Regions from separate parts of the Mus musculus genome. Here all the other regions are linked to region 1. Evidence: chromatin contacts called from public HiChIP or PLAC-seq data. All regions are on one chromosome and are shown on one strand. Each heading gives the region's core, a stretch centred on a gene start, on an enhancer-like site or on the middle of the called end of the contact. The rest is flanking DNA. Distances are from core to core; before and after follow the strand shown. Region 1 overlaps Lrrc20 (leucine rich repeat containing 20). Region 2 overlaps Lrrc20 (leucine rich repeat containing 20). Region 3 overlaps Ppa1 (pyrophosphatase (inorganic) 1).

Evidence for each region. HiChIP or PLAC-seq counts read pairs in DNA pulled down with a chosen protein or histone mark.
Region 2: an H3K27ac HiChIP or PLAC-seq map of trophoblast stem cells shows a contact between it and region 1, with 19 read pairs. The contact joins two enhancer-like sites. A contact is called at or near these places in 7 of 39 promoter capture datasets (the 3T3-L1 cell line, HPC-7-derived erythroid cells, embryonic stem cells and 2 more), 3 of 15 datasets of contacts at CTCF or cohesin (CD8 T cells, the NIH/3T3 cell line and large pre-B cells), 9 of 484 Hi-C or Micro-C datasets (the C2C12 cell line, ECoMG myeloid progenitors, cortical neurons and 5 more), 7 of 115 datasets of contacts at active chromatin or transcription factors (embryonic basal ganglia, embryonic stem cells, epiblast stem cells and 2 more) and 1 of 9 other capture datasets (embryonic stem cells).
Region 3: an H3K27ac HiChIP or PLAC-seq map of trophoblast stem cells shows a contact between it and region 1, with 11 read pairs. The contact joins two enhancer-like sites. A contact is called at or near these places in 1 of 15 datasets of contacts at CTCF or cohesin (the NIH/3T3 cell line), 3 of 115 datasets of contacts at active chromatin or transcription factors (embryonic stem cells and trophoblast stem cells) and 3 of 9 other capture datasets (adipose tissue, liver and pancreatic islet).

Annotation. Positions count from the first base shown.
Region 1 is chr10:61,569,024-61,571,723 of GRCm38.p6, forward strand. All of the region lies in intron 4 of Lrrc20 (leucine rich repeat containing 20), which reads left to right. Among named protein-coding and RNA genes, the nearest start is that of Npffr1, 25 kb to the right of the region's middle. Within about 2 kb of position 1,353, at least 38 of the 459 cell types and tissues checked have an H3K27ac peak or open chromatin away from gene starts, as enhancers often do. A contact at or near this core is called in trophoblast stem cells, where this site is marked.
Region 2 is chr10:61,491,002-61,493,701 of GRCm38.p6, forward strand. The region is part of intron 2 of Lrrc20 (leucine rich repeat containing 20); the gene reads left to right. Among named protein-coding and RNA genes, the nearest start is that of D830039M14Rik, 16 kb to the left of the region's middle. Within about 2 kb of position 1,275, at least 30 of the 459 cell types and tissues checked have an H3K27ac peak or open chromatin away from gene starts, as enhancers often do. A contact at or near this core is called in trophoblast stem cells, where this site is marked.
Region 3 is chr10:61,660,714-61,663,413 of GRCm38.p6, forward strand. It overlaps Ppa1 (pyrophosphatase (inorganic) 1), which reads left to right. Exons shown (of 11, transcript NM_026438.4): 4 at 199-318. Among named protein-coding and RNA genes, the nearest start is that of Ppa1, 13 kb to the left of the region's middle. Within about 2 kb of position 1,353, at least 77 of the 459 cell types and tissues checked have an H3K27ac peak or open chromatin away from gene starts, as enhancers often do. A contact at or near this core is called in trophoblast stem cells, where this site is marked.

The sequences.
Region 1 (2,700 bases), core at 103-2,602:
CACCTGTAGTGAAACTGCTCCGGTTTGTCAATTGTGCCAGCGTTGACACGGTCTGCAGCTCCACAGCTCCTACCTCAGAGCTGCTTGTCACTCTAGCTGGATAGCGAGCCAGCCGCTCTGTGCTTCAAGAGGATTCAAAGAAAGGCTTAGGCATACAGGTAGGTATGGAAGAAGCAGGGACCAAAGTAGCCAGCGTCTCGCTGGGCCTGGAGTCCCTAGCTGTCCTCCAAGGCTGGGCTGCAGCACCCAGCAAGCTGTGGCAGGGAGACCCTCTCCAGGGACACCAGCCACTGTGCAGACCCCTCGAGTCCCAGGCAGAGAGAGACAGAGAAGAAATGAAGTCCACCATGGAGATAGGCCCTTAGCAATACCCCAGTTCAGTCCCCACTAGAGAACTGAAGCAAGAGCTTTGGTCTCCAGTGTCAGGAAGAAAGGTAGGATGGTTTAGCAGATCTGAGCACCGTCTCTGAGGTGGGAGCGCTGTGACAGCCCAGGTTACAATGCCCGAGCAATCTGCCCAGCATGATTGTCTTCAGGAGTAGAGAAAGTTGATTAGTGTCTCCATTTGGCTCTGTCCCCTCAGGTGGATGTTAGGATCAGGGTTTGTCCTTCCTGTTTGATACCCTGCCTTGACGACCTTGGTCATCAAGAATCTGGGGCTCAGTTTCTTTATCTGTGAAGTGGATCTGTGGTAGTTTGAATGGAAATGGCCTCCAGGAGCCATGGTGGAGGAAGCGTGTTGCTGGGGGACAGATGTTGAGGTCTCAGATGCTCAAGCTAGTCCCGGTGTCTCTTCCTGTTCCTGTGGATCAAGACGGAGAACTCTCAGCTCCTTCTCCAGCACCGTGTCTGCCTGGACGTTGCCATACTTCCTAGCGTGATAATGGACTAAACCTCTAAGATGGGAAGCCAGCTCCAATTAAATGTTTCCCCTTGTTAGAGGTGCCTTGGTCATGGTGACTTGTCACAGCAATAGAGCCCTAACTAAGACAGGATGATTGTGAAGAACCTTTTAGAACAGGGCGTCAGCCATCAGTTTCTAGAAGTATCTTTCTGCTGGGCCCTCTAAGAGAAGCTGCCACGCTCCTGTGTGACAGGCACTTAGAAGCAGCTTTAGCTAAAAGGATTGACTTCTCGCTTGGACTTACAGGTCACTCAAAGCAGGACAAAAGCCTGCCATCTCTGCCTTTATCTGTGTCGGTCTCCTTGACTTTTACTCCTGTCTGACAGGCTTGTTAATCACTTAGGAACGCTCGCCAGATTCCAGCGCACAGGCACACACACACACTCACTCGAAAGCTTTTTGAGGCTGACAACACAGAGATGAGTCACTCTCCTACCTTGGATTCCAGGAGCAGCAAAGGCTGGCAGGACAGACGATCCCCCGTGCCCCTCCCCTCAACATGTAGGCATCCTCAACTGGGAGCCCGTCATCTTGCCAGAACCGTATGGGTGTCATCCGCACCCCCCCCCCCATCAGTGATGGTTGCAGTTGACAGTTGAATAATTCATTCCTGAGACCCCACTGAAGGACTAGAGTGAGATAAACTTCACCAGGATCCCTTAATTATATGCATGCCTTTTGTCCCTACCCCAATTCTTCCTTTATTCAAATGTAAATGTCTCACTTGTACTCATTAATAAGGAATATGGACTCAAATCTGTAACAGAATTCTATAAATGAAGACCTGTCTGTCTATGCAACCACGCTCTGAAACCTTTTGCTGTGGCTAGTGTTTAGTTATCATTGGTTTTGGTTTACTTTAAATCATCAGGCCAAGAGCTAGATCGAGCCCATTTATCCTGCATGGAGACTGGATGACATTTGAAAGAGTCTAAACTGTTACTTGCTTCCTGTGGTCTGAGAATCAACTTGGCCTCTGTTCTTTTTTTTTTTTTTTTTCCTTTTAGCTTTAGAAAAGTGTTTTGTCTGCATGTATGAGTGTTCCACATTCGTGCTAGGTGCCCCCCAACCCCGGGGCCAGAAGAGACCGTGTGATCCCCTGGGACTGGAGTTATAGATGCTTGTGGGCTGCTGTGCGGATGCTGAGGATCAAACACGGGTCCTCTAAAGAGCAGCCAGTGCTCTTAACTGCTGAGCCATCTGCAGCCCTAAGATTTATTTTATTTTTAGTTGTGTGTTTATGGGGAGGTCTTCCTGCAGAGGTCAGAAGAGGGCCTTGGGTCCCCCTCGAGCTGGAATTACAGGTGGTTATGAACCCCCTGGGGTGGGTGCTAGGAACCAGATTCCAGCCCTCAGCAAGAGCATCAAGCACTCTAACGCTGAGTCATCTCTCAGTTCTTTAGCAGATCCAGCGGTGAGAGGCAAACTGAAACAGGGTCCATGAGCCTCGTTCTTAACAAGGAAAAGACATACCCGCCAGGGACTTGAGGTACAACTTTTAAAAGGTTGTCCCTCCTTTCAAAAGGACTGTTGGGCTGGTGAGATGGCTCAGTGGGTAAGAGCACCCGACTGCTCTTCCAAAGGTCCGGAGTTCAAATCCCAGCAACCACATGGTGGCTCACAACCATCTGTAATGAGATCTGACTCCCTCTTCTGGAGTGTCTGAAGACAGCTGCAGTGTACTTACATATAATAAATAAATAAATCTTTTTAAAAAAAAAAAAGGACTGTCTGTGGTGGGAGAGACAATTCAGTGGGTAAAGTCACTTGCCACCAACCCTGATGGCCTGAGTCTG
Region 2 (2,700 bases), core at 25-2,524, 78 kb before region 1:
TGCAGGGGTGAGGTGGTTTGACTGTGGAATGGCCCTTTTCAAGTCAGATCTCTTTAGCACTCAGTGTAGTTTTCAGTTCAGGGGTGAGACAACACCTCTTGTTGCTTTATTTACAGTTCTGTATTGATGACAAATGATGTTGAAAATCTTTTCTTGTGCTTTTTCGCCACCTGTCCATCTCTGATGAAATCTGTGTTCCAAACTTCCACTGTTACCCATTTTAAATAAGTGAGTTTTCTCTAAGTTTTGAAAATATGTCAGTGGTATGTGTGTGTGTGTATTGTATACAGATATATTTGATTTTTTTCCCTCTTGCGGTAGTGTCTGTCTACGTAGCCCTCGCTATTCTGGAACTCAATGAGATCTGTTTGCTTCTGCCTTCTGAGTGCTAGGACTAAAGGCATGTGCCACCCTGCCCAGATCTAGAAAGATACATTCTTTAAAAGTTACATTTAGGGGGGAGGGTATGGGGGACTTTTGGGATAGCATTCTAAATGTAATTGAGGAAAATACGTAATAATAAAAAATATTAAAAAAATAAAATGGAAAGATACATCCCCCCCAAAAAAGTTACATTTATTCTCTATTTATTTATTGGTTGGGGCACATGTATGCCGGAGTAATTATGTCGAGGTCAGAGATCAGCTTCTCTCCTTCCCCCAGGGGTGAATTTAGTTCATCAGGCTTGGTGGCAAGTGCCTTTATCTGCTGAGCCATCTTGCTGGTGCCTCAGCCTCCTCAGTGCTGGGGTCCTATGTGTTCTCTATCATATCTGGCCAGACGTGTTTTGCTAGTTCAGTTTCTGGGCTCTGACTTGTCTTTCAGCCTTCTAACCGTGTCTTTTGAGAGACAGATGTTTGTGATCTCGATGAAGTCCAGTTTATCATTTACCGCACCCCCCCCCCCCCAGCCAAACCCAATTCTGCGGGTCCTCCTCTTGGAACTGTCTGGGAGCTGGGCAAATATGCGTGGGCTCATGGGCCCCATGTCCCTGAAAGTTCAAGGTTCTCTCAAGCAGCACCTGGATGAGAGGCTTGTGCAAGAGTCCCTGCTGCCTTGCGTGTCTGAGATCTGGACAGGTGGGTTGTCCCGGAAGCCTCCAGGTGCGTATAAGCGGTCAAAGTGAGCATGCGTTGGGAGAGGTCAAGCCTCAGGATGGGAGATGAAGGTTAGGGAGAGAAGGGGCGTGGCCTCCCCTTCCCTTTTCCAGGCTCACCTGCTGTTAGCTACTTTTCCCTACACTTACCAGCAGATGGCGCCCTGTCACCAGCCGGCCTGGCCCTTGCTGGGTTTTAGTCCTCCCTGGGCCAGCTCATTTCCTGTATATGTACTTGTCTGACCCCTGTAGGGACCACGTGATCTGGAAACTCGTTGCTTGCTTCCTTCCCTCCCTCTCTTCTCCTCCTCCCTCCCTCCGTCTTTTTAAACTTAATATAATTATTTTTATTTTTATTTTGAGATATGATCCCACTATGTAGACCAGGCTGTCCTGGAACTCCCTATGTAGACCAGGCTGTCCTCGGACTGCACAGAGATGATTCTCCTTCCTCTGCCTCCCAAGTAGACTCCGCCCAGCAGAAACTCCTTTCTTTTTTTTTTTTTCTTTTAAAGATTTATTTATTTATTTATTTATTTATTATATGTAAATACACTGTAGCTATCTTCAGACACCCCAACACCCCAGAAGAGGGCGTCAGACCTCATCACAACAGATGGTTGTAAGCTACCATGTGGTTGCTGGGAATTGGACTCAGGACCTTCAGAAGAGCAGTCAGTGCTCTTAACCGCTGAGCCATCTCTCCAGCCCCAGAAACTACTTAATTTTTTAAAAATATTTTTTATTAGGTATTTTCCTCATTTACATTTCCAATGCTATCCCAAAAGTCCCCCATACCCCCCCCACTCCCCTACCTACCCACTCCCACTTTTTGGCCCTGGCGTTCCCCTGTACTGGGGCATATAAAGTTTGCATGTCCAAATGTCTTTCCAGTGATGGCCAACCTAGGCCATCTTTTGATACATATGCAGCTAGAGTCAAGAGCTCCGGGGTACTGGTTAGTTCATAATGTTGTTCCACCTATAGGGTTGCAGATCCCTTTAGTTCCTTGGGTACTTTCTCTAGCTCCTCCATTGGGGGCCCTGTGATCCATCCAATAGCTGACTGTGAGCATCCACTTCTGTGTTTGCTAGGCCCCGGCGTAGTCTCACGAGAGACAGCTATATCTGGGTCCTTTCAGCAAACGCTTGCTAGTGTGTGCAATGGTGTCATCGTTTGGAGGCTAATTATGGGATGGATCCCTGGATATGGCAGTCTTTAGATGGTCCATCCTTTTGTCTCAGCTCCAAACTTTGTCTCTGTAACTCCTTACATGGGTGTTTTGTTCCTAATTCTAAGAAGGGGCAAAGTGTCCACACTTTGGTCTTCGTTCTTCTTGAGAGAAACTGCTTAATTTAATGACAGTATTTACTACTCATACTTGGTATGAGTTTCACTGAAAATGAAATCTATCTCTCTCTCTTTTAAAAAATTTATTTATTTATTTATTTATTTATTTATTTATACGAGTACACTGTAGCTGTCTTCAGACACACCAGAAGAGGGCATCGGATCCCATTTAAGATGGCTGTGAGCCACCATGTGGTTGCTGGGAATTGAACTCAGGACCTCTGGAAGAATAGTCTGTGCTCTTAATCTCAGAG
Region 3 (2,700 bases), core at 103-2,602, 92 kb after region 1:
TAGTGAATGTTCTTTTTCTCTTCTCTATGTTGTTGTGCATAACAGCTGTCGGAGGAGCTTTTAGTTCAGTTTTCACCATGTCAGGGATGAAACAAATCCTGAAGTTGGAATAACGGAGGGGGGATCATGCCTACATAATTTGTTTTCTTGGATCCTGACTCCAGCAGTGTTGCACACCCATCTGGCATTTCATTTCAGATTGCTACAAAGGACCCTTTAAACCCAATCAAGCAAGATGTGAAAAAGGGGAAGCTCCGCTATGTGGCGAATCTGTTCCCTTATAAAGGGTATATTTGGAACTACGGCGCCATCCCTCAGGTACGTGTCCAAGAGCCTCCTTACTCGCTAAAAATGTACTTTTTTTTTCTTTTAGCTTAGTAAAAATTAACTCACTTTTGATCAAACGTTTAAATGCAGAAAATACTGGCTATCACAGAGCAGAAAAGCACTGGATGGGATAATTTTATTTTAAACATTTTAATGACTTATTTCCAAGGTTAACTAGAAGGAATATGTCTATGTTTAAGCTCAGATTTTCTAAAATGTTCCGTTTTCTATGGACTCATTTTAGACTCCCGACTGTACATTCTTCACAGACTTAGTATTGTGTAGTGAGAAGAGGGAGCCTTGGTACTTAAAGCCTTGGTTCTTAGCCAAGCTTAGGGGCACACTCCTGTTAGCCCAGCCTGCAGGGCACTCTCCTGTTAGCCCAGCCTGCAGGAGGACTGACATAAATTGGAGGAAACCCTGGTCTACATGGCCAGTTGTAGGACAGCCACAGCTACATAGTGAGAGCTTGTCTCTGAAAAACACAGCCAGAATTAAAGGTGCCTGCCAGACACTTGGTGACCTGAGTCCTAAAGTCCCATGGCAGAAGGTGAGAGCTCACACCTACAGGTTGTCCTCTGACCTTAATGGGACATATGCCCACACACACTAACACATGCAAAAAAAAAGACAATTTTAAAATGGAAGTTAACACCAAAAGGCTTGATTTCTACCCAGATATCACATACACCTCCGAACTCAGCATTCCAGAGGCTGGAGCAATACTGAGAGCCGAAAGTTTACCTTTAGCAAGACTCTTGTCACCAAAGACTCTCACACCAAATGGTGGTGCAGACACAGTGGTCTCCCTCTGTTCCTCGGAGACACAAATCACACTCAACCTGGACAGTTGTTTGGAAGAAAAGAGCCCTTACTGTCTTTCTGCCCGTGTGCATTCTTACTGCCTTGTACATGGAGGCTTGGTTCTCCTGAGGTCAGAAGCTTTGGGTCAGGATCACGGCGAGCTTTCTTCTTACACAGCTGGAACCTTGTTTTCCTGTCTATCGCAAGCACATAGTAAGGCGTTGCTTAGTTTTTGGATGGTGAGTCATCAGGCTTTGGTGGGGGTGCCGGGGTTAACCCTAGCACTCAGAGGCGGAGGACAGCAGATGTCTGAGTTCAAAGATTGCCTGGGGCTGGCTGCACAGAAAAACCCTATCTTAAAAAATCAGGAACAAAAGAGACTTGTAACTGTTATTAGTAAAGGACATACATTTGATCATGCGACACTTAACACATATCCAATTTAGTTTTTCCTGTGGGTAATGGTTTGTTCCCTATTCATCATTAGGTGATATTAAGTGGCATCATTGTGAATCATAAGTTACTAGCATATAGGTCAGACTCATCTAGTTTGTTGGGTAATCACAGAGTCATTTGTCTGTCCCAATTACCGCACTTGAGTTGATTTGGTATTTGGCTTTGATGTGTGGTCCCTGTGGGGACACAGTGCTGAGCTCTTCTTCTCGGGGCGGACTCCTGCCTTCCTGGTATTGGAAGCAGTCTTGCTTTATCCCGTTCACTTTGATCTTTTTCCTCTAGCTGAAGAGGGAAGTAAATCCAAGTCATAAGTGTGTTCTGCTGAGGAATAAAGGAACCTAACAGCAGCTGCAATTTAAGCCCAACAGCCGGCCGCACACTTGATCAGTTCTTTGTGAGATGCTCTGCCGAGTCTCTGGCCTGCAATTTAGCAAAGAGAGAAAGGCAGTAATTTAAGCTTTTCAGCCTTGGCTCCCAGCCAGCAAGGCTGCGTTCACCATCAGAGGTTATCATTTCCATTCCGGGCTCTCTGGGTGGCAGAAATCTGTGATGAAGAGACTCCAGCTGATAGGACATAGATGGCGTAAGTACCCAGAGCAGCTCAGCAGACTCAGAGCCTTGCACATGCTAGACAAGTGCTCTCCTACTGAGTCACACACCACATCACACCCCCACCCTGCCCACCCTTAGCCCTTAGTGTTTGAGACACCAGGGTCTTTGTGTGTGGCTTAGTAAGACCTCTGTAGCCTGGAACTTGAGCTCCTGCCTCGGTTTCCACGTGCTGGGATTACAGGCACGCACCATCATATGACTTAAGTGTTCGAAGCAGGATCATTTTCTTGTTTTGGGTTTTGGGCTTTTGAGTCAGGACGGCACTGTGTAGCCATGGCTAGCCTAGAACTCATAGGGATCTGCCAGCGTCTGTCTCCTGGGATCAAAGGCACATATTGACACACCTAGTTTCATTCTCTGTTCTGAAGCTTACATTTAGCTTAGCATTATATGCATAATCGAAGCTCCAACATTTCATTATAATTCTTCTCTATAGTTAAAAGTTCTTAAATGGAAATTGTAAAGTTTGTTTGTTCGTTTGTTTTTTTCCTTGACAGTTTC